Linked DNA regions of Mus musculus: regions 1, 2, 3, 4, 5 and 7 are each linked to region 6. A link is a contact called in public HiChIP or PLAC-seq and promoter capture Hi-C data. All regions are on one chromosome and are shown on one strand. Each heading gives the region's core, a stretch centred on a gene start, on an enhancer-like site or on the middle of the called end of the contact. The rest is flanking DNA. Distances are from core to core; before and after follow the strand shown.

Region 1 (2,788 bases), core at 228-2,727, 850 kb after region 6:
AGTTCGAGGCCACCCTGGCTATGGGACAGTCAGGGGTACACAGAGAAACTCTGTCTTGAAAAACCAAAAACCAAACAAAGAAGTTGAGTGTTTGCCTATCAGCCGTGAGGTCCTGGAGTCAGTGCACAGTAGCATTATGTACTTAATTAAATGAAAAAGGATTGCAAATCAAATGTGCAGTTCAAGAACAAAGAGATGATCTAAAAAGCTTGACAAAGAAACAGGGAGAGTGTCTATCAACATAGATACATAATTGGTCATGGTGGATGATGCCTGTAACCCCAGCATTTGGAAAGCTGAAGCAGGAGAATCACCGCAAGTTTGAGGCTGTGAAACAGGCAAGACATAAAATAGACTAAAGCTATGTAAGGAGTTTAAGAACATCCTAGGCTGCATAGATAAGACTCCATCTCAAAATAAAGAAAGAAGATATATAAATGGCATGTGTGTCTGTTTGTATGTGAGCGTGTGTTGAGAATCTAACATTTGTTAATTGAACTTCCAGAGGTGGGATAGAAGCAAATGATATAGATATTTAATTAAGCGATAGCAAGGATATTTAATGTACATATGAAAAGATGTTGGACCTCATTAGTACTCAATGAAATGCAAATTATAACCAACATGATATACTATTTCACACCCACTTAATTGGAGAACGTGCATATTGATAATACTGGAGAGGAATGAGACCCAGCATAAGCAGCAGCCGTTTCTTACGTGATGCAGTGTGGCCATAGCATTTCCTTGAGGTGATCTACTAAGAGTAGGGACCCCAATGTAGAATGACTGAGCAAAGTCAAGTTCTTTTATTCATTCAACAAATTTTTGTTAGTGCTGGTATTGCAAAAATTAGCATGGCTAATCATTGCACACACACATATTGGTGGATGCACATATATACATATAGTTTTATCTGAGTGTGTACATATGTGTGTGCAAGTGTGCATGAAAATATGTGCTCATGTGTGTGGAAGTGGGTCAATAGTAGTATTTTCTCAATGACTCCTTACCTTAGTTTTTTTTTTTTTTGAGACCAGTCTCTTACTGAACCAGAAACTCATCAGTTCCAGATTCATCTAGACTAGCCGGGTGGCAAGCCCCAGGGACTTTCCTTGTGCCGCCTCCCTAATCCTGTGGGTGTAAGGTCACGCCACAGCACCTGGCTTTGACATGTGGGTCCTAGGGGATCCAACTCAGGTTCTCAAGTTTGTGCACCAAGTGCTTCACTGCCTCCCAGCCCCAGTTACCACGGATTTTTGTAGAAAGAAGGCATCTCTGAGATCAACGGTGTGATCTAGGATGGAAGACAAGTTAAGTGGGAGCAGGCATAGGAAAAGGTAGGGCTGGGTGCAGCAGGCAGAAGGGTCGTGTGGAAGTACCCTGACCTCACAGACAGTGTTCTTCACAGTAACTGATAAAAGGCCAACGTGCACAACAAAGAGAGGAGGAGGCCTGGCTGGGGAGGCTGATGGTCACATGGGCTCTACGGGGAGAGAGAACTTGTAGGTCACAGGAAGGATCTGAGAGTTCATGTAGGGCAAAGGAGCTGTTGCCACATTTTAAGCAAAGGACTGGAATGATCAGTAGAAGGAAGGGAAACATAAAAGAAATAGATCATCAATTAGTTATGATCTAAAAATCCCCTTATGAAGTGGAGCTAAAGGAGCCTAGAGCCAAGCTCTGATCAACTAGAAGAAATTGCTCTTGGAATGGCTCATTTCCTGTTAATAACAGCTGGGTTTACATGAACACACTGCCTGCTGAGCTCTGTTAACCTGGCATGGCCCCTGGGGGTACAGAGATCTTTCTCCTCCTCATAGCAGCGTTGTGTTGGTGGCCCCTCAGATTTCAGACTTCTTTACTTTAGTGACTTTACTGAAGTTTAATTGACATATGATAGGTGGATCATATTTAAAGCATGCAGCCTGGGTTTGTGCATTGGCATACAGCAGTAAAACTATCATTGCCAACAAAATAATGACATGCCTCCATCAAAATGTCTACCCTTCTGTGCCCTCCCATGTCCTTCTCCACCACAAAAGGCTCCAATTTAAATGGAACCATTACTTTAATAAAAATTCTGGTGGATTTGCTAGACCTGTCTAATAAAGGGCCCTTCTGGTTTGTTAGCTCAACCCAAAATGCCAAAGTGATGCTTTTCAGAGGTAGGCCACTCTACAGAATGGTAACCCACTCACATCCTTGATGTAAGGTTTTAAGGACAATGTCAATTTTCTGAAAGTGTCAGAGTTGTGTTTGCTGCAGGGAAGGGGAATTCCAGACAAGGTCCCATGGCTGACCCCACTGTCTCTGTGGTCACTTCGCAGATTCCATTTGTAATGAAGAAGAAGGAACGGCCACCACCATGGGCACCTCTGTCCAGAGCATCGAGCTTGTCCTTCCGCCCCACGCAAACCATCACGGAAACACATTTGGTGGCCAGATCATGGCATGGATGGAGACAGTCGCCACCATTTCTGCAAGGTTCTCAGCACTGGCCCTAGCATGGGGCTAGGGGCAGAGTGGAAGTGGTTTGAAGCATATTTCCTTTCTAAATTAGCACAAAACCTGTGAAATGTATATTTTGTAGCCTTTCTCACTTTGTGCACCAACCCAGGCAATTTTTTTCATCAAGGAAAAATTTGGTTTTTGATCTGTGGATAAATTCACTGAACAGGGAAGCTGAGGAACAAGTGTGAGCAGTATTGGCCGCCAGTTGTCATCACTCATGCCCTACCCTGATTCACAAGTCACAGTGTCCTAGGACTTTTCATCAGGAGGTGTC
Region 2 (2,734 bases), core at 219-2,718, 590 kb after region 6:
TCTTTTATGTGCCTCTTGCTGTCTTTCAGTCCTGTGAGCTGTCACAGGTAAAGATTGCTGAGCTTATAGATGGTGTGGTGCTGGAGTAAATCTCTCTCCAGGGTAAAAGTAGTAGGTTGCATCAGCTGATCTAGGGGTTCCTGGCAAATTTTTAGAGTTTTAGCAAAATTTTATTTTACTTATTTATTTTTTATGAGAGGATTGAAGAATGGCTACTCAAAGACACTTGATTTTTGCAGTAATGATCACTTGATCTTCCATTATACTCAGCAGTTGTTTATTTGGACGTTAGCATTGGTTTTTCTGTTTTGATCTCAGTTCTTCTCAAGGTAATACTTTATACAGTCATGGTAAGGTCTTTGTACTTGAGGCCAGGCGCTATATTAGTTTAGCTGGCTAAACCAATGGACATTGGTGTCCATAGCTGAAATGTTGGGTAAAATTAATATCAATTGCGGTTTTCTACCCGGCCCTTGATCATTCAGTACCCAGATAAAAGACACAAAACCTTTACATTATAATATCCCTTAACAGCGTTAGATATCCGCCCTCTAAGCTATTGGTATCTACTTCCCTATCAAATCCCACGTTATAACTTGCTATGTTCCTCCTAGGCACTTTTACTTCAATTGGCCAGCCCTCATGGCCATGTTTTCATCCCCGATCCCATGGTGTCTTCCTCTCTATTCACTCTCCTCCTCTTCCTGTTCTGTTCCTCCTCTTCTTCCTCCTCCTGCTTCCTCCTCTTCCTCCTCTTCTTCCTTTTCCTCCTCCTCCTTCTCCTTCTCCACCTGGCAACTCAAAACCTGCCTATCTTTAATCCCTCCAGTAATTGGCTGTAGCCATTTTTATTTAAGCAGTAGTTTTAATTTAAGGAACAAGGTTTGCACAACAAAAAAGCTGGTAAACAAGATAATTCACTTGTAGGCCTAGACCCTCTGTGTAGAATTTAGCATTAACATACATAGCAACAGAGCAAACCTCAACACCAAACTTAGTGTGGGCTGTTCCTGTGCCCAGTGGTAGTCTTTTCTCTGGCATGCAGTACTTCTTTGTTTCACTTTCAAACTTTCCTGGCAGAGTAAGGTTATAAAGGTTGTTGGACTCTGTTTTGAAGAATTAGCCCCCTTTTCTCACAAAAATAAAATCCAGCTGTGGATCTTAGCAGCTGCATGCACCGTTTGAGTGGATGCCTCTTGCTCTCTTTGCTGGCTTGTTTTGGTCAATCTGGCACAAACTAGAATTGCCATGGAAGAAGGAACCTCACCTGAGGAATTGTCTCCCTCTGCTTGGTTTGCTGCTATCTCTGGGGGGCATTTTCTTGATTAATGATTGATAAGGAAGGGCCCAGCCCTGGGAGGTGGTCATGGGTGTGGAAGACAGGAAGCTGAGCAGGTGTGGAGAGCACCTTTAGCAGCACTCTTCTATGGTTCCACCCTCTGCTCCCGATGAGTGCCTGCCCTGATGCCTTCAGTGGAGGCCTGCAATCTATCCTCCAGTTGGCTGGCGACTGTTTTATCAGAGCAACAGAAAGAACTGAAGTTCCTGTTCACTGTTGCCATAGTGCTCTTCCTGTTGATGAAAGCATTGTTAAACAGGGCAGTTTTGGCCTTCTTGTACTTTTTATAGATGGGTTGGACCATTGTTTTTAAAACTGGTGTAAATCAAGAAATTTAGAAATAGGTGAAATGCCCACATTTAGAACTATTCATTGGGTGCTTATTGAATATTGCAGACTGCATTTGTTGCTTTGTGCAATATGGAAGATGAAGCTTACCTTGCCACAATCTTACCTTTTTAACTATAATGTGATTTCTGTTGGTGTGTTATTAATACATTAAGATTATTTTCTTCATTCATTCATACTCTACTAGTGATTACCTGATTAATTTTAATGACTACTTATATTTTCTAGTATCTTTAGTATTTGAGAAAAAAGTATATTAAAAATGAAATGCTACAAAAATTAGTTTGAATAATAAAACAATGTAAAGACTAATTTTGTAAAAACTGTTTTTGAAATTTTTATTGATAATTAATTTTGAAAAAAAATTTATTTATTTGTTTTACGTACACGGTAGCTGTCTTCAGACACACCAGAAGAGAGCACCAGATCCCATTACAGATGGTTGTGAGCCACCATGTGGTTGCTGAGATTTGAACTCAGGACCTCTAGAAGAGCAGCTAGTTCACTTAACCGCTGAGTCATCTCTCTAGCCCACAAATTAAAATTTTATACAATATATCCTAATCATAGGTTCCCTTCCTCCAATTCTCCCCAAATCTTCCCCACCTTCCCATCCATCCATATCCATACCCTTTCTTTCTTTCTCTTTAGAAAACCAACATGTAAACAAAGCAAACAAAACTAGGAAAAAAAAACAAAGAAAAAAACACAAGAAACACATAAGTGCACATGCATGCACACATGCATACACACACACAACCTCTGAAGTCATAAGATTGGAAACTGTACAAGCAAAAGACCATTAAGACAAAAAACCAAACCAAATCAAACCAAACCAAAGTGATATGAGGCAAAAATCTATAAAACACCTATGAGTGTTTTTTGTGTTGAGCATCTACTGCTGAGCGTGAGTGTGGTTACACAGTGAGATCTGGGACGCTGTCTGACTCGAACCTGTGCTGAGGCAATGCATGCTTCCACATATTGTGGGAGTTCATATGTGTGTTAATCCTGTTATCAGGAAGACACAATTTTCTTGGGGTGATC
Region 3 (3,147 bases), core at 42-2,541, 560 kb after region 6:
TTTGCCTTCTAAATTAATGCTTATGTTGTCTGGAAAATTCACTTCTGATGAACACTTTGCTTTCCCAATGATGCTGGTTAAACGAGGTGTTAGTATAATAAGGTGCTAATTGAATGGTGCACAGAGTAAGTGAAAAAGAAATTAAAGAAGGAAAAGTCTGTGTGCTGAAGTCATCAGGGAAACTGCTTGCAGTCGCTGTGGGACTTGGTTCATTCATTCATGCCATGGAAGGTTCTGAATACTGACCTGGTAGGAAATGTAGGGTGCAAATAAAAATAGAAAAAGACAGGTAGAGGATAATTCTTTTTGGAGAAACTAATGGTATTTAAAAATATTGTGTTCATCTGAAAGAAGCAAAGACGCCTAGCATGAGCACAAGAGAGCTTCTATATTGAAGAACAGTAGGGCATTCTTTGGAAGCTCATGAAGGTGATGGGCAGTATTTAAGCTATGTAGCATTTAACTGCTTCTGTGGTTGCCAAGAGTAGTGGCACTGTGGGACTAAATACTATTTTACGAAGCTTGAATTCCAGCAGGGGTGTTCAGCTTTAAATTACAACAGTGGATTATTGCTACGGTCAAAGGGGCAGGTCTAGTTCTGGGCTTGATTCCTCTTTCATCCATGTGTGGACTGGTAGTCCACATGCTGGACTGGTAGTCCACATGCTGGATTGGTAGCCCACATGCTGGATTGAGAGCATTTCTGAGTTTGGACTATTCCACTCTCTGCAGTTTGACTTCTGGAGTGCTTTTTGGCCAGCCTGGGTCTTGTAATTTAGTGGGTGGAAGATGTGGCGTAGGACAAGCCCTTCTTCTAAGTAAGATCTAGTTGTGACCATGAGCATTTGCTCAGGGTTTCTATTGAGCTCCTAGCATGCTGTTAGCTTTAGTAGTATAAGGTCTTGCCTTATTTAACTTGTTTAAAATGTTCTCACCTTGTTTCCATTCTCATTTGCTGCTTCTATTGATTGACATTCATAGAGGTGTTTGATGAGAGATGCCTGTGTATTTAAAAAATGTATGGTGTGGCACACATGTGTCTTTAGTCCTAGCTTTTGGGAGGCAGAGAGGCAGGTGGGTCTCTGTTATGTTTGAGGCCAGCCTGCTCTGTATAGAAAGTTCCAGGGCAGCCAGGGCTGCATATTGAGACCTCATCTCAAAATCAAACAAAATGAAACAAAAACAAAACAAAAAATAAAAAAGTTATGGTGGTGTACATGTTTATATAAATGGTGTCTTGCTAAAGATCTTGTGGTTTTTTTTTTCCTCACAACACCTTAAAATAGCTGATAAGGAAAGTGAAAGCCTTTACACACGTAGAGACTACTCTGAAGGACTTTCATGATTGGTTCTGTAAGCTCCTTGTTTGCAGCTCAGCCAGTTTTCTTCTATATCTTACTAACTGCTCCTGTCCTTGGCAGCCTCTCCTTCACAGACCTACATCTACAAACTTGAAAATTTTGAAGCAGATCTGAGAATTTTTAATGCCCAGTGTGTACATAGTTCATAATTTGTACTTGTTGACTTCTCATCTGGTTCTTTGGAGTGGCCATCTTAGTTGCCTGAAACGTCTATCAATTTGTATATACATTTGAGATAATTTGGGGATGAGACTCATTTGTAAGTATGAAGTTTAATTATTTTTCATATTAAGCATATAACCTAAAAGGTGATTTAAGCAGTAGTTTTAGTGTAGCAGCATTTTGACATTAAGTCATCATATGAAACACATGTGGTATTTTCTGTTAATGGAAATATGTTAGTATATCCCACAGTTTGGGGCACTTCAGATGAATTGTTCTCTCATTTTATTTTATTTTATTTTATTTTATTTTATTTTATTTTATTTTATTTTTATGATGGGTGGTTTGTCTGTCTGTATGTCTGTATACCACATGTCTGTAGTATCAGAGGAGGTCAGAAGAGGGTGTTGGATCAGCTGCGACTGGAGTTATATACAGGGGGTTGTTGGCCATATGGTTGATAGAAATCACACCTTTACCTGCGGAGTCATCTCTCGTCTGCACATTTCATTTTTGGGCTAGGAATACTCAACCTGTATTACTCTGTTTTATAACAGACAGCATCTCTCTTCTTCTTTTCATTGATTCTTGGCATTTAAGAAAATATTTTCATCACATTGTTTGTTTGTTTGATTGATTGATTCATTTATTTATTTTTGTGTGCGTGCACGTATGTGTGTGTGTGATTTCACATGTAACAGCATGTGTGTGAAGGTTAGAGGACCACTCATGGGAGGCAGCTCTCTTCCTTCACCATGTGGGTCCAAGGATTTGGACTCCTCTTTTGTGAGGCTTGGTGTCAGGTGCCTGTGATGGTTAAGTGGGCTGCCTGTTTGGTATTGACCTCTCTTTTTTCAGTCTGGTATTTGCAAGTTGTCTATCATTACTTCAGCTCTCATCTCTGATGACCAGTGAATTTGGGTCTCTTCACATCCTCGTTGTATCTGTTACTGCCTTCCTTGCTGGGTTTCTGTCTAGAAGAGTCCCCTATTCAAACAGCTCACCATGCTCAGACCTCTGCTTCATGTCCTAGCCCAGGAAGAACTGAGCATCCTCTGAAGTGTACTCCAGCTCTTTCTGTGTCCCACGTTATCAGTCATAGCATTTAACACAATAGTATAGTAATGCTTATTTATTTGTTGGCTTCATTTGCTCAAGTTCTTGAAAACAGGGCTCTTACTTCCTGCTTGTTTTGTTCCAGCTGCAAGCCTAGCACGGAGAACAGTAGCTGCTCAGTAAATGTTTACAGAAAGCATTTGTTTTCTTGGCTGTCATCTTCACTTTCTTCCCCTCAGAAGGATATCCATGAATATTAGACATAGCTGTCCTTATTGATATTAAATGTGTACTATAATGTGTTAGTGTCACCTCTGGTGCCCTCCTTTGTTAAGATACTTTTCACAATATACATCAGCACTTCATGGTTTGTTTTTGTGGTCTGTAGAAAACTTTGTAATCTGATATCACAAATCCCCCTACATTTTGATCCATTTGCTTTACAGTTTCATTTTTTATATGTAGGTCTATAATCCCGTGAGAATTTGCCTTTGTATGGGTTGTCAGTTTCTGCTGGAGCATGCTGCAGTTTGTACTGCTGTGCCCTAGAGCACCTCACATAATCAGT
Region 4 (2,924 bases), core at 359-2,858, 690 kb after region 6:
GTGTGAGAAGACTTTGGCCAGGTCCGGCACCTTACAACAGTATGTTCAAGAAAATGCTGGTTGGTCACAAAGAGCTAGAGAATGTTCTCACAGCATACTACTAGTCTCTTAGAACACTTTTAGGCCTTCATTCTTTATATTTAACTAGCATTTACAGGGTCGACTGTGTGACTGCTCTCCTGAAACTTACTTCCCATCAAAAAGCATACAATTAACCAGTTCTGCATTACATTTAAGAACATTCAGAAATATTTCCTATTTCCAAAGATAAAATATCACATTTTAGTTTATGGAACTGTTGTTAACTTTTTAATGCTATGTTTCATGCTAATGGTTGATTTTGAAGTGAACATTGCAGTTATTTTGTGGTACGTAGAGTCTATAATGGAGATGGGGGGGGGGCTTTGTTCTATAAGCAAACAAATTTTATTTGAGCAAAAATAAGTTGGTAATTAGAGAAAATAACCTCAGTGGAGAACTGTTATTAGCAGGCTCACTGGAAGTTTCTCTCACCATCTGCACTGTAGTCCTAGCCAGATGCGTGCTGTAAAGTTCAATGGGTCTTGATAGGCATTGCCTTGATTTCAGTGGCTATATGATGCTAAGAATTCTTGACAAATAAGAAAAATTAATTTTTAACAAAATTTATCTAAGTTAATGTTTTATTTAAATTAGTATAAATGTTTTCTTTTCTCCATATAATACAAAATCAGTTGTTGAGAGCAGTCTTAAGATTGAAGCCTAGCTTGCCTGTAAGCTGTATAGAAAAACAAATCAAACCTTATTCCATTTCCCCTTTGAATACAAATTAAATACACACGATTCAGTAGTTTAAATGTAGTTTGTTAGGAGGGGTTTTATGTAATTTTATATATAAAAAAGAAATCATTAAAGAATGAGATTTGAAACAGAATGTATAAGGCATGTTCTGGCTGCAAATTGTGAAATTTAACATGTGTCAATGAAATATATAAATAATAATTATATAGTCCTAAATAAAAGTAATCATGCATTTAAATTATACCCATATACATAGGCATGTGTGTGTGTGTGTGTGTGTGTGTGTGTAAGAGGGAGGGAGAGAAGGAAATTTTATCTTTTTCTACTGATTATAGATAATGAAGTAATTTGAATTTACTAAAACCTCAAGAAAATATTTTTGCAAGAAGTGTCATGTGTTAGTGAAGTGTGTTGTCTGTAGTGTCATGAAATAGTTTTGAAGGAGATGGTAGAAGTCACTTTGCCATAGTGGAATCGCTCCATGAGCATCATTCTGTCAAGTACTCCCCTTGTTGTCCCCAGGTGTGCAGGGTGTCATATCCAGATGGCGTCTCACTGTTCACTTGGCTGTGATCAGAATAAATGTGAGTTCACATGTCTGTGGTGATCATAATGAGTGTGAGTTCACGTGTCTGTGGTGATTATATTGAGTGGGAGTTCACACTGGCTGTGATCAGAATGAAAGTGAGTTCACATGACTGTGCTCATAAATGTGAGTTCACACTGGCTGTGATCATAGTGAACGTGAGTTCACATGGCTGAGATCAAAATGAATGTGAAGCGGGTTTTTGTTGACTATACTACCCCTCCTTTAACGTCTTTAATTAATCTGTTTCTTGTGTACTCAGGAAGTCACTAATGACATTTGAGGAGAGGAAGCTTCTTAGCTTCCCGCCTGACTGTGCAGCTTTTATTTTTTATTGAAATTGTGATCTCAGCCAAAAACCAGTTGGTGGAAGGAAGGAGTCATGAATGAAAAGCAGGGAGAAAAGGCAGGGAGAGGTTGTACAGAGGAACAAAGGAGAAAATCATAAAGCTAGTTATGCAGATACTAATTCATTGTAAAAGGTGTGGCTAGGACACAAACACTGTCATCTCATCCCTGCTACTATGCAGGACCATGAGGAACACACATGATTGTGCTTCTGTCATGGAAGTTTACATGATGATTTTGTTATGGTTTGATTTTTCATTTAACAACTAGAAAGCACCCATTTCTTTAATGTTCTTGATAATTGTCTCTCTTCAGTCCCTGCTTTGCGAGCCTGAAGTTCTAGATCATAGTCCGCCCACCCCACTTTCCACAGATCCACCCCTTCCCTAGCCATCCGATTCTGCCCTTTGGAGAAAGAATGTACAAGGCCAATTTGCACTGGTCAGAATATTCCCTAGTATATAGTCTTCTGCTTGAGCAGGTCCCCTTCCTAGGGCTGTACCTACAGAGAACGACGATGTGTTGCTGCCAACACTGTGAGTTAGCATGCGCCGCTGCCCTGAAGGTGTCACTTGGAGTCATCCTCTGCTCCAGCTCTTACTCCTCCCACCCTCTCTCCTCTAATGACCTCATGTGCCATGTGTGTTCTCACGTGCAATTTTCCGAGTTAATCACCGTCTACTACAAATAGAAGCTTTTCTGATGAAGCTTGTGAGATGTATAGATGTATATGGGGTTCTGAGTGAGACACATATCTGATGCAAAGGTAATATTCACAGATGAGAGAAACTATGTGATATTTGACTTTCTGAGACTGTGTCACCTCACTCAGGATTGTTTCCAGCTCTCAGTTTACTCACAAATCCATTTACCTACAAATTTTATAAATTTATTTTTATTAATAATCTGAATATTATTCCTTTCTATAAACATACCACATTTTTATTATTCACTTATTTCTGTAACTTTTGTAGTGTATTCCAGTGGTCATATATGTTGATAATATATTTGGGAAATGGGCCCAGGTTCTTGGCACATGGTCTAGGCTGAACTTGAACTTGTGGTTTTCTTGCTTCAGCTTCCCAATGCTGTGGTTATGGGTCTTGAAGTGTAGCTCTGTGTGTTGATATTCTGACCAGAGACAGTGTTCTACTGAACCAGCAGTTTGAATGAGGATTGGTAGGGAAGTTATCAAGTCTTGCGTAGGTGA
Region 5 (3,145 bases), core at 420-2,919, 820 kb after region 6:
TATATACTCTGAAACTGGCCAGATACAAAGGATCCTAAGAGCATCAACTCAGTACTTCTTTCTCTCTTCATTTATTAAATGTATATGTATTTACAGGGGAGGCCAACTCCCCAGAATTGGAGCTGGAGAGATGGATCACTGGCCAACAGCTCGCTTGGCTCTCAGTTCTGACAGCAGACAGCTCACAACTGCCTACAATTCCAGCTCATAACTGTCTATAATTCCAGCTCCAGGGCACTCCCATGCTCAGGTATGTATACCCACATACAGATAAATACATACACATACTTTAAAATAATAATTTCTAAAAAAAATCTTTAAAGACCCAGACTGTCTTTGATGCTCTCAGGCTGAGCTCGGTGGCCAGAGACCTAATGCTGAAAGTGCAGCAATATTCCCAGGCGTCAGTGAGGTCCCAGGACAGTCAGGAGGCCCTGGTTCCTGCCACCTCGTCCTGATGTTTTAGGTAGTACCAGACAAGCCACCTCACCCCTCCAGGCTTCCATTACTCCATCCTCAGATCCGAGAGCCACTGAAGGGTTTTGATCCCGTTTCCCCCAAAAGACCTGCTTTGTAAAGCCAGTGGCTGACACTCTACAAAGTATAGCACCTGCTAGCCTTGAGTGTGGGCCTCGAGTTCATATACAGTGTCCTAGATTTTTCTCCCATGAACGTTGGGGTGGGGGGACACTAGAAAACTCAGAATGTTGCCTTCTCTAGTTTTGGTGACTGATGCACTACACCCTCCAGCTCCTCGGGACGTTTGTTTTTCAGTTTGTTTGGCAGTGTAATCAGTTTCCTAACAAAATGATCTTTGGAGCCGCTGTAGTGTCCTAAGAACCTGTAGGTAGAGTTTAAACAAAGGCCGGAGCAGTAAGTGTTGCAATGTCTGTCAGGGGGAAAAAGGCCAACTACTAAACCAACCAAGCAACAAAAAACAGAAGCCAAGCTCTCTAAAACATTTCCACAGCAAAGGCTCTGCCCTCTCCGGAGAGCATGCAATCCCTTCTAAAGCTCCCTCCTCTGCCAAGGTCTTCTGATGATGACCATTGTCCTGCATTCTAGAAACACCTGTCTCTGCCCCATGCGTTTTGGAGCTAGGGCAGCGCTCCTGTTCTGCTCCGAGAGAGGCTGGCGTACTCTACTCCCTCACCCTCCTCGCCCTCCTCGCCCTCCTCGCGACAGTCCCCGGCTGACTCGTAGGACCCTGACCTCTCACCTCCTAAGCACCTGGCAGCGGGCGCGGGCAGCGCCCTTTGGAGCGGGGGCGGGCCCCAGGGGATCGGGATGGCCTGCTGCTGGCGTCTGGGGTTCTCTCAGCCAGGACGATGGAGTCGATGGTGGCGCCGGGTGAGGTGCTCATGAGCCAGGCCATCCAGCCGGCTCATGCCGACTCCCGCGGCGAGCTGAGCGCAGGGCAGCTGCTCAAGTGGATGGACACCACCGCTTGCCTGGCGGGTAGGTGCCGGCCCACGCGAGGGCACCGTCGGTCGGGGAGGGCTGCTGCTGGTGGCCAGGGAGGTGATACTGTCCGGGGATCCTGAAGGACTGGAGTGTCTGAAATTAGGGATGCGCTAGGCTGGCGTGGAAGCCAGAGAGAGCGTGGGAAAAGGAAGGAAGCAAAGTAAAGGGCAGTGTTCCCAGAGCTGAGAGCAGCCGCAGACAGGAATGACTAAGATAGCTGCTGACAGCGACCTAGACTAGTGGTTCTCACATGTTTATTTGGCTGGATTCCTTTCAACTCACAAAACAAAGTGAAGACATCCTCTCCCCGCCTCCACGCAAAGACTTTGCTATATAGATTGCGTATATCTGTACTTAACCATATTTAAAATTCTAAAGATAGAGTTTATTGACTAAGTAGAACTGAGGCTGGAAAAAGTGTTCACACTGCAAGCATGAAACCCCAATTCACTTTGTAGTCTCATAGGCGCGCGCGCGCGCGCGCGCACACACACACACACACACACACACACAAATGTGCACATGTTACTATATTTTCTTAACAAACAACTACATTATTTACTGCAACAGCAAAAGTGTTCTTGCACAACTGGTCAGAATTCATGCTTTTCATGATTTAAAAGCTTGATTGCTCCTTTGCCAGGTTCTCTTCTGTGTTCAGTTTACTACCATTTACTGTTAGGCAGGCAGGGGAAACTTGATATTCCTGAGAGAGAATGGGAGTAAGAAGGCCTGCTGGTATAATCCAGTTGCGAAGGGCTTGCCTAGCTTGCTTGAGGCCGGTGTGATTTCCATCCCAGCACTAAGCGTTGGGGGTGGTGGCACAAAATCATCTAATAAGGACTGAATGATGTCTCTCTCCATGCCATCTCTGAAGTTTGTATTTTGAAAGTGACAGCAAGTACCGTGGTGTGGCTGTGTCGTATAATCGAGGATTAAAGAGATGAGAAGAACACAACCTCATCTCAGGGCACTAAGTCTTTTAGATCTTAGAAGCACGTGACACGTGAGGCCGCAGCAAGAGCCGGCCTGCAAACCAGGAAGAGAGTTTTCACCAGTCTGGTGGACCTGACAGCCTTCAGAACTCTGAGAAACCGAATGTCTATTGTCCAAGCCACCCAGTCCATAATGCTGTGCTATGGCCACCCCAGAAAAGGCAGCTGCTCAGCATTGTTATGATTTATGATCTGACTGTGACCGACTTACGCCTAAAGATAAAAGAAAGGCCTGCTTTTAAAACCAGTGTGTTGTAATATAAATGGCTTTCTAACTAAAAGCCTAGGTTGAGCAGTACATGAATTTCCTGTGCCCATGCTGACTTCTCTCATCTTTGGACCAGTGATAGTCTTGGATACAAGCAAGCCTTGCCACGCTCCCTTCAGAAGAAAGTCTTTTGGTGTCCTAGTGCTATCTCGATTCCCTGGGATCTCTTATCTATGCACAGTGAACTTTCAATACATGAATCATATCTCTGATTCCCACTCAGGACCTCTCTGTATCTTCCCATCATCCCTGAGGTAAAACCCAAAGTCCCCCCATTTTTCACAGATGCTCTTGTAGTGGAGAACTCATTCTCTGAGGAGCCACATAGATAGACATGAGTTGATTCAGAGCCTAGCTTAGGACAGTAGACTGATTGGCTATAGGATGTTCCACCAGAGGCCATTAATACTAAGAATAA
Region 6 (2,996 bases), core at 449-2,948:
CAGGAGTTTTCCTTCCTACTCAAGATCCAGGCCTCAAAAATCCTGTTGATTCTACTGCAAAACTGTAAAACCAATCCAGGAAGGTCAGCACCTCCCCTGAGCGTCCAAGCCACACTCACCTCCTGCTTTTACAATCACACCTTCCTAAATGCTTCCCAGACTCATCTGTTTTTGTCTCTTTACAACTAATCTCAGATAAATGCAAAGTATTCTTAAAGAATCCCCCAGCTTAGTGAGAGCACTGACTGCTCTTCTGAAGGTCCCGAGTTCAAATCCCAGCAACCACATGGTGGCTCACAACCACCCGTAATGAGATCTGATGCCCTCTTCTGGAGTGTTAGAAGACAGCTACAGTGTACTTATGTATAATAATAAATAAATCTTTGGGCCTGAGAGAGCAGGGACTGAGCAAATGGAGTTGACCCAAGCAAGCAGGGCCGACCGGGGAGCAGAGGTCCTAAAATTCAATTCCCAACAACCACATGAAGGCTCACATCCATCTGTAGAGCTACAGTGTACTTACATACATAAAATAAACAGATCTAAAAAAAAAAAAAAAAAAAAAAAAAGAATCCCCAGCTTAAATCTAAAGATTTAATATCAGAGGAGAGTTTCAGAAGGCTTTACTGCGGTAAAGTTCTGTTTGTTTGGTTTGTTTGGTTGTTTGGTTGTTTTTGAGACAGGGTTTCTCTGTGTAGCCCTGGCTGTCCTGGAACTCACTCTGTAGACCAGGCTGGCTTCAAACTCAGGAATTCACCTGCCTCTGCCTCTCAAGTGCTGGGATTAAAGGCATGCACCACCATGCCCAGCTGTAAAGTTCTGTAATGCCCAGGCTTTCAGAACCACTGTTGCTTTTTTTTTTTAATCTCTCAGTTCAATTGACAAGAGAACCACCTTTCACTTCTGGAAGGCTGTATCCTATGCTAAATATAGGCTCCCAGCTCAAATGTAACCTACAGGGATACCTTCTTAAAGTCCACCCCTTCACTAAAAAGCTTCATTTTTCTATAACATTTGTCAGTGTGTAAAGATATTTTTTTATATTTATAGGCTCTGTCCCTTTACCTAGAATATAAACTTAACGAGAAAAATCTTCGTTCTCTTAACTGCCAAATATCCAGTGCAAAGACATTAAAATTTTCATTTTTATGTGACTCAACATCCCAGAAAAACTACAGGAAAGATTCGGGTTGTAAAGGTACTAGAATTAAGCAAGGACGCACAACCAACAAATGTCAGCTCACTGTTTAAAGCTCAAGTCTGGCTAGAAACAACAACAACAAAAATAATCGATTTTTCATCACTGAATCATTGCCTCACTAAAATTTACAATTTACTGACGCTGGGAACCTCCTACTCCGTCCAGCCCCACCCCGCTCCGCCCTTTCCGAATTAGCACCGCCCAGCCCTGGGCCTGAGGTGTGGGGGGGTGGGGGGGTGGGTTGAGGGAGTTGCAGAGGACGCCTGCGCAGTGAGCAGTTAGCGCAAAGATTTCTGGGATTGGTAGTCCGTATTCCTCTAGCCTTGTCATTTGCCTGAAAAGGAAATAACAGCGTAAATGAAATTGCTTTGGATTTGATACATATTAAACAAAACTCTGTGTCTCACAAAAGTGGAGGCACTGAATCGTTTCCTCCACCCACACACTCCCCGGTACAGGCGCCGCTTGGACAGCCGCACGGGGCCTTCGGCTGGGCGGGGCTTCCCGCAATGCCTTGTGGGTCCTTCCTGCACCTCCTCTCTCTTTCTCTTGGGCCCGTGGCGCCGGCAAGATGGGTGAGCTGTGCGGGGCTGGGCTGAGGGGCCGCCGCAGGGCTCTAGAGCTCGGGATACGGCCTATCGTGGGGAGATAGAGCGGAGAGTAGGGCTGTAACCGGGCGGAGGTCGGGAGAAGGGGCGCCGTCCCGCGGGCACGTGGCCATACGGAAGAGTTCCTGCGGCCTTCGGGCGGCCTTGCCGGGACCCATTACCCTGGAAATTTAAGTAAGCGTAAAGGCCCCAGCCTGGGTTTGTGTGCAGCTCCGAGTTAGGGGATTTCGAGGGTAATTGGCCCACGTGCTAAGAGGAGCCACAGGTCTCTGGCGCAAACGTCCCTTCTGCTGAAGCTCGTGTGCGGAAGCGCGGGCTCGGTTTGCGGAGCATTCAGTGATGTGTGTTTTTTAGGCAAGTGTCGTGGTCTCCGAACTGCCCGGAAGCTCCGCAGTCACCGACGGGACCAGAAGTGGCATGACAAACAGTACAAGAAAGCCCACTTGGGCACAGCCCTGAAGGCCAATCCGTTTGGGGGTGCCTCTCATGCAAAGGGAATTGTGCTGGAAAAAGTGTAAGTCAAAAGCTGCGCGCTAGAAGCGATGGTTTACCGTAGTTGAGAACGAAGTAGTTCTTCAAAAGTCGCAAAAGATCCTGAGCCTGCGTTGGTTGGGGTTTTTATAAGGAAAAAATGGGAAATGTGCTTGTTTATGTTCGGCCAGGGATGAGATTACTAAAGTTTTTAATTTCGGCTGTAGTCTGGAAGGAATGGAAGAAGTAAAAGTAATATAGTACATACTAAAGCATACATTGAACAGTTGGGGGGGGGGCTATACCTTAAGCAGCTGGTACATTCTTAGTATCTTTTTGGAGTTGAGAAAATTCCTTTTCTGGCATGTTTCTGGTGCATTGGCTTTTTAGAGTGATGATTTTTTTTTTTTGTGTGTGGCGTTCACAAATTTCGCAACAAGAGTTTGAATCCTCATTTTTACCACTCCAGTGGCGCTAAAGTTCGATTTTGCCTGTAAAAACTTCATTAAAATAGTGGCATCTGCAGGATTTGAGACTGGATTGACTAGGAGCTGCTTCTACTTTTATTCTTAATCGAATTTTAAAAACCTTACTGACTTCACATGTGCCATTGATATTGCAGAGGGGTTGAGGCCAAACAGCCAAATTCTGCCATCAGGAAGTGCGTCAGGGTGCAGCTCATTAAGAACGGGAAGAAGATCACAGCGTTCGTGCCC
Region 7 (2,840 bases), core at 188-2,687, 960 kb after region 6:
GAGCTGGGCTGAGACTCATGTCTGGCCCAGTGCTGCTTCACCGCCAACTTTCTGGTTCAAACTAAAATGTGTAGAGACAGCGGTTCAACACTGTGAAGTAGGGTGAGTGTTTGCCTTGAGCAGACCAGATCAAGGACAGTCAATGGTCATCTTAATGCCATGCCCCGAAATGGAGCATCAGTGGAAATGGAAACCCTGCTAGGTCACTCATCTATGTGTCTGCACCCACAACAAAAGGTCCCTCTCTATTTTTGTTCTGTCCTGCTTTAAGATACCAGTGGCCTCTGAAAGGACACCCATTACTTTCCACCAACTAGAGCCTTATTTCCAGGAATCATGTAGTGGTGCATGTAAAAACATCACTAGACTTACAATCTTATTTCTCACAGAAATGAAAATGAATTCCGTTCATGGATCTCTTCCTTCTGTGGACAGTAGCCTGGCTAAAAACCATATAGTACATTATCTTTTATGCTGTTTCCCGACCATTGTAAGAATGATAACCCTTGCGGTTTAAATTTCAAAGAAACATATTTAAAACAAGAGATATTTTTGTAGGGGGATGACATTAAAGTTGAAAAGAAAAGCTAAATAAAACCTTTTTTATCTTTTTTTTTTGAATGTGAAAACTGACAGATTTCGGAATGGCCACTGAATTGCATTACTCTTTAGGTAAGATATGATGTCTGCTGACCCACGGTTTTGCCTCACCTAACATGAAAGAAAGGGGACAGCCCTTTGTCACATTAAACAGCTCACAGTGGAGGTTTCTCTTCCAGATGACCCGGCATCCATGATTTTCATGTTTATATGTAGTCCTTTGAGATGCACAAACAGCAAAGGAGACTTTGTGTTAGGGACACTCTATTATTTCCACAGTAGTTTAACAATCTCCTCTTTAAATTCCTCTGTTAAATTGCTAAAGAAAACTGACAGCATTGTGCTTCAAGCCTGAGACATGTGATGGAGGGCTTCAGTAAGAGATTTGTTTCTGTAGCAAGAGTAGAGATATCTTAGGCACCCCGAGGTCCTCATAGCCATGCCACTGACTAGCAAGATGATGTGTTCATTTGAAAGCATGAAAACAGGTTGATTTCCTGTTAGTTTTTCAGTACACGTGTTCGCTACTTCATATTTAGAAGCTGGTCTCCCAAGTGCTCTAACAAATGCATCTGCTAACGGAGGGTGCTGGCAGACAGACATGCATTACACACAATACACAGCACAGACATACGATACATGCATGCATCGTATCCACAAGGACATAGAAAGCTTCAAAGGACAGACACTTCCAACAATCACAAGAAAAACCACAAACTGCTCTGGTGAATTTTAAATGTGACCAAGTTGAGGTGTTTTGTTTCTAAATGTGCATTCCTGCCTTGGATAATCCACACATGATCTGGTTCTCTTTAGCTCTAACAAGCTGTAAGAAATTCCGAGTAAAGCATTGGCAGTACCCACAGATGACCACTGGGGGCGTTTCCAACATTCTGGGAACAAGCTCCATAGAAAAGCTGCATTTCAACAGGGGAGGAGCATGAGAAATTACGTTTATCTGTTTGTTTGTTTGTCCCCCCCCCCCCAAGAATGGCTGTATTGGCCTCTGGAACACAACATTGGAGAAATAGGATCCCAAACTCCCAAGCAAAGTGCACACAGAGTCATCCTCTGAAGGACAGGGACAGGGTGGAGTGGAGGCAGGGTGGGGTTGGAGTCAATGTGGGTACTCCTTCCCTAGTGGTATTTTTTCGTGAAATTGGTATGCTGTGGTCCTCACAAGAATGCTAATAACCTTTACTCCTTTTCTGTAAGATCTTGTTTGGCCTGTGAACACCAAGAAACAAGTCACAAGGTATGCACAGCTAGGATCCAGCATCCTATGTTTTCATCATGCATCACGATGCAGCAATCTCTTATTTGAAACCGAAGAGAACAAACAAGCAACTCGGGAAATAAATAAACAAAATGGGAAAAAGCATCCATAAGTGCCCCTGTGGGACTTAGTACTACACTGTTGGCTAATACGAACCAGCGAAAAGACGTCTGGAGTGGAATTCATATAATATAAATATTTTTCTCTCAGTTTATATTTCTCTATGCAGTTATATACAAGGATGACCACTACTGTGCAGGAAATGTACCTTCCCTAGTTCTATGGTACATTACCAATGGTAGCTCTGAAGCCAGCAAGTAGAAAGCACTAGCTCGTTGTTAGCTCTACCACATAATTAAAGTGCAAGGGAAGAGGGGAAATGACCAGGCAGGTCAGTCTTCATGGTCAGCATCAATAAGTATCATGCTTGTAAGAGAAAATGCCAGGTCTACTAGGCTCAGGTAAAAGTAACCCCCGCTGCCATTGCTGCCTTCTTTTAAAGCAGTGTCTCCTTGAGGCTAGGAGAGGGCGGTGATCAAGGAGAGCCTCGTCCCTTTAACAACAGACCATTGTGAGGAGGCTGAGCCCACTTTTCCAGGCTTGGGTGAAAGGCACACACCCCCTGCTCCCCCGCCCCAGATTTGGTTTTCTGCTGTAAGAGCTGTGGTGTGCTCGGAGCCATTACCCCTGCACTTACAGTATTCTTACGCAAAATGATCTCAAACCCATTTTAAACAAAGATGGCTGAGACAGGAGAAAAGGCTGTTTACCAACAGCACATGCAAGAAAAGCCTCACCAAAGAAAATCCCCACAGAATGCTCGCTTTAAAGTACAGCCAATGCTCAATGCTCATAATGAGCCCAAACAGGTTTGCACATCAGAAAATGTTTCTGGAGTACATTGGGGGAAAGGAAACAAGTGAGGCCAGCGAAGGTGACTCTTAGGCCTACATTTCCCCTTGGT

Evidence for each region. Promoter capture Hi-C pulls out the DNA fragments that hold promoters and counts their contacts. HiChIP or PLAC-seq counts read pairs in DNA pulled down with a chosen protein or histone mark.
Region 1: a contact with region 6 is called in an H3K27ac HiChIP or PLAC-seq map of hepatocytes, with 6 times the contacts expected there. The contact joins the enhancer-like site here to the promoter of Rps23 in region 6. A contact is called at or near these places in 3 of 39 promoter capture datasets (embryonic stem cells and liver), 1 of 15 datasets of contacts at CTCF or cohesin (large pre-B cells) and 4 of 115 datasets of contacts at active chromatin or transcription factors (Th17 cells, embryonic stem cells and hepatocytes).
Region 2: a promoter capture Hi-C map of hematopoietic stem and progenitor cells shows a contact between it and region 6, with 4 times the contacts expected there. The contact joins the enhancer-like site here to the promoter of Rps23 in region 6. A contact is called at or near these places in 5 of 39 promoter capture datasets (hematopoietic stem and progenitor cells, hippocampal neurons, neutrophils and 2 more), 1 of 484 Hi-C or Micro-C datasets (bone marrow-derived macrophages), 3 of 115 datasets of contacts at active chromatin or transcription factors (craniofacial prominence, embryonic stem cells and fetal liver) and 1 of 9 other capture datasets (liver).
Region 3: an H3K27ac HiChIP or PLAC-seq map of thymic regulatory T cells shows a contact between it and region 6, with 6 times the contacts expected there. The contact joins the enhancer-like site here to the promoter of Rps23 in region 6. A contact is called at or near these places in 6 of 39 promoter capture datasets (the HPC-7 cell line, hippocampal neurons, liver and 2 more), 4 of 484 Hi-C or Micro-C datasets (CD4 T cells, CD8 T cells, bone marrow-derived macrophages and 1 more), 11 of 115 datasets of contacts at active chromatin or transcription factors (bone marrow-derived dendritic cells, bone marrow-derived macrophages, craniofacial prominence and 8 more) and 1 of 9 other capture datasets (embryonic stem cells).
Region 4: a promoter capture Hi-C map of the HPC-7 cell line shows a contact between it and region 6, with 4 times the contacts expected there. The contact joins the enhancer-like site here to the promoter of Rps23 in region 6. A contact is called at or near these places in 6 of 39 promoter capture datasets (the HPC-7 cell line, hematopoietic stem and progenitor cells, liver and 2 more), 3 of 115 datasets of contacts at active chromatin or transcription factors (bone marrow-derived macrophages, embryonic forebrain and large pre-B cells) and 2 of 9 other capture datasets (adipose tissue and macrophages).
Region 5: a contact with region 6 is called in a promoter capture Hi-C map of liver, with 9 times the contacts expected there. The contact joins the promoter of 4833422C13Rik here to the promoter of Rps23 in region 6. A contact is called at or near these places in 12 of 39 promoter capture datasets (the 3T3-L1 cell line, the C10 cell line, the HPC-7 cell line and 8 more), 1 of 484 Hi-C or Micro-C datasets (bone marrow-derived macrophages), 5 of 115 datasets of contacts at active chromatin or transcription factors (acute myeloid leukemia, embryonic stem cells, hepatocytes and 1 more) and 3 of 9 other capture datasets (adipose tissue, embryonic stem cells and liver).
Region 7: a promoter capture Hi-C map of hippocampal neurons shows a contact between it and region 6, with 7 times the contacts expected there. The contact joins the enhancer-like site here to the promoter of Rps23 in region 6. A contact is called at or near these places in 10 of 39 promoter capture datasets (the 3T3-L1 cell line, the C10 cell line, cranial neural crest and 5 more), 2 of 484 Hi-C or Micro-C datasets (both in cortical neurons) and 1 of 115 datasets of contacts at active chromatin or transcription factors (large pre-B cells).

Annotation. Positions count from the first base shown.
Region 1 is chr13:91,767,759-91,770,546 of GRCm38.p6, forward strand. It overlaps Acot12 (acyl-CoA thioesterase 12), which reads left to right. Exons shown (of 15, transcript NM_028790.3): 6 at 2,331-2,487. Among named protein-coding and RNA genes, the nearest start is that of 4833422C13Rik, 27 kb to the left of the region's middle. Within about 2 kb of position 1,478, at least 13 of the 459 cell types and tissues checked have an H3K27ac peak or open chromatin away from gene starts, as enhancers often do. A contact at or near this core is called in Th17 cells and hepatocytes, where this site is marked.
Region 2 is chr13:91,508,188-91,510,921 of GRCm38.p6, forward strand. The region is part of intron 1 of Ssbp2 (single-stranded DNA binding protein 2); the gene reads left to right. Among named protein-coding and RNA genes, the nearest start is that of Gm41016, 25 kb to the right of the region's middle. Within about 2 kb of position 1,469, at least 83 of the 459 cell types and tissues checked have an H3K27ac peak or open chromatin away from gene starts, as enhancers often do. A contact at or near this core is called in hematopoietic stem and progenitor cells, where this site is marked.
Region 3 is chr13:91,483,155-91,486,301 of GRCm38.p6, forward strand. The region is part of intron 1 of Ssbp2 (single-stranded DNA binding protein 2); the gene reads left to right. Among named protein-coding and RNA genes, the nearest start is that of Ssbp2, 24 kb to the left of the region's middle. Within about 2 kb of position 1,292, at least 64 of the 459 cell types and tissues checked have an H3K27ac peak or open chromatin away from gene starts, as enhancers often do. A contact at or near this core is called in CD8 T cells, memory CD8 T cells and thymic regulatory T cells, where this site is marked.
Region 4 is chr13:91,612,758-91,615,681 of GRCm38.p6, forward strand. The region is part of intron 4 of Ssbp2 (single-stranded DNA binding protein 2); the gene reads left to right. Among named protein-coding and RNA genes, the nearest start is that of Gm41016, 80 kb to the left of the region's middle. Within about 2 kb of position 1,609, at least 2 of the 459 cell types and tissues checked have an H3K27ac peak or open chromatin away from gene starts, as enhancers often do. A contact at or near this core is called in the HPC-7 cell line, where this site is marked.
Region 5 is chr13:91,740,203-91,743,347 of GRCm38.p6, forward strand. 4833422C13Rik (RIKEN cDNA 4833422C13 gene) reads right to left here and starts at 1,670. Exons shown (of 2, transcript NR_015501.1): 1 at 1,220-1,670. It overlaps Acot12 (acyl-CoA thioesterase 12), which reads left to right and starts at 1,319. Exons shown (of 15, transcript NM_028790.3): 1 at 1,319-1,458. The coding sequence starts at 1,329.
Region 6 is chr13:90,921,424-90,924,419 of GRCm38.p6, forward strand. It overlaps Rps23 (ribosomal protein S23), which reads left to right and starts at 1,699. Exons shown (of 4, transcript NM_024175.3): 1 at 1,699-1,776; 2 at 2,164-2,323; 3 at 2,903-2,996. The coding sequence starts at 1,773.
Region 7 is chr13:91,880,819-91,883,658 of GRCm38.p6, forward strand. It overlaps Rasgrf2 (RAS protein-specific guanine nucleotide-releasing factor 2), which reads right to left. Exons shown (of 28, transcript NM_009027.4): 28 at 1-2,840. Among named protein-coding and RNA genes, the nearest start is that of Ckmt2, 5.4 kb to the left of the region's middle. Within about 2 kb of position 1,438, at least 15 of the 459 cell types and tissues checked have an H3K27ac peak or open chromatin away from gene starts, as enhancers often do.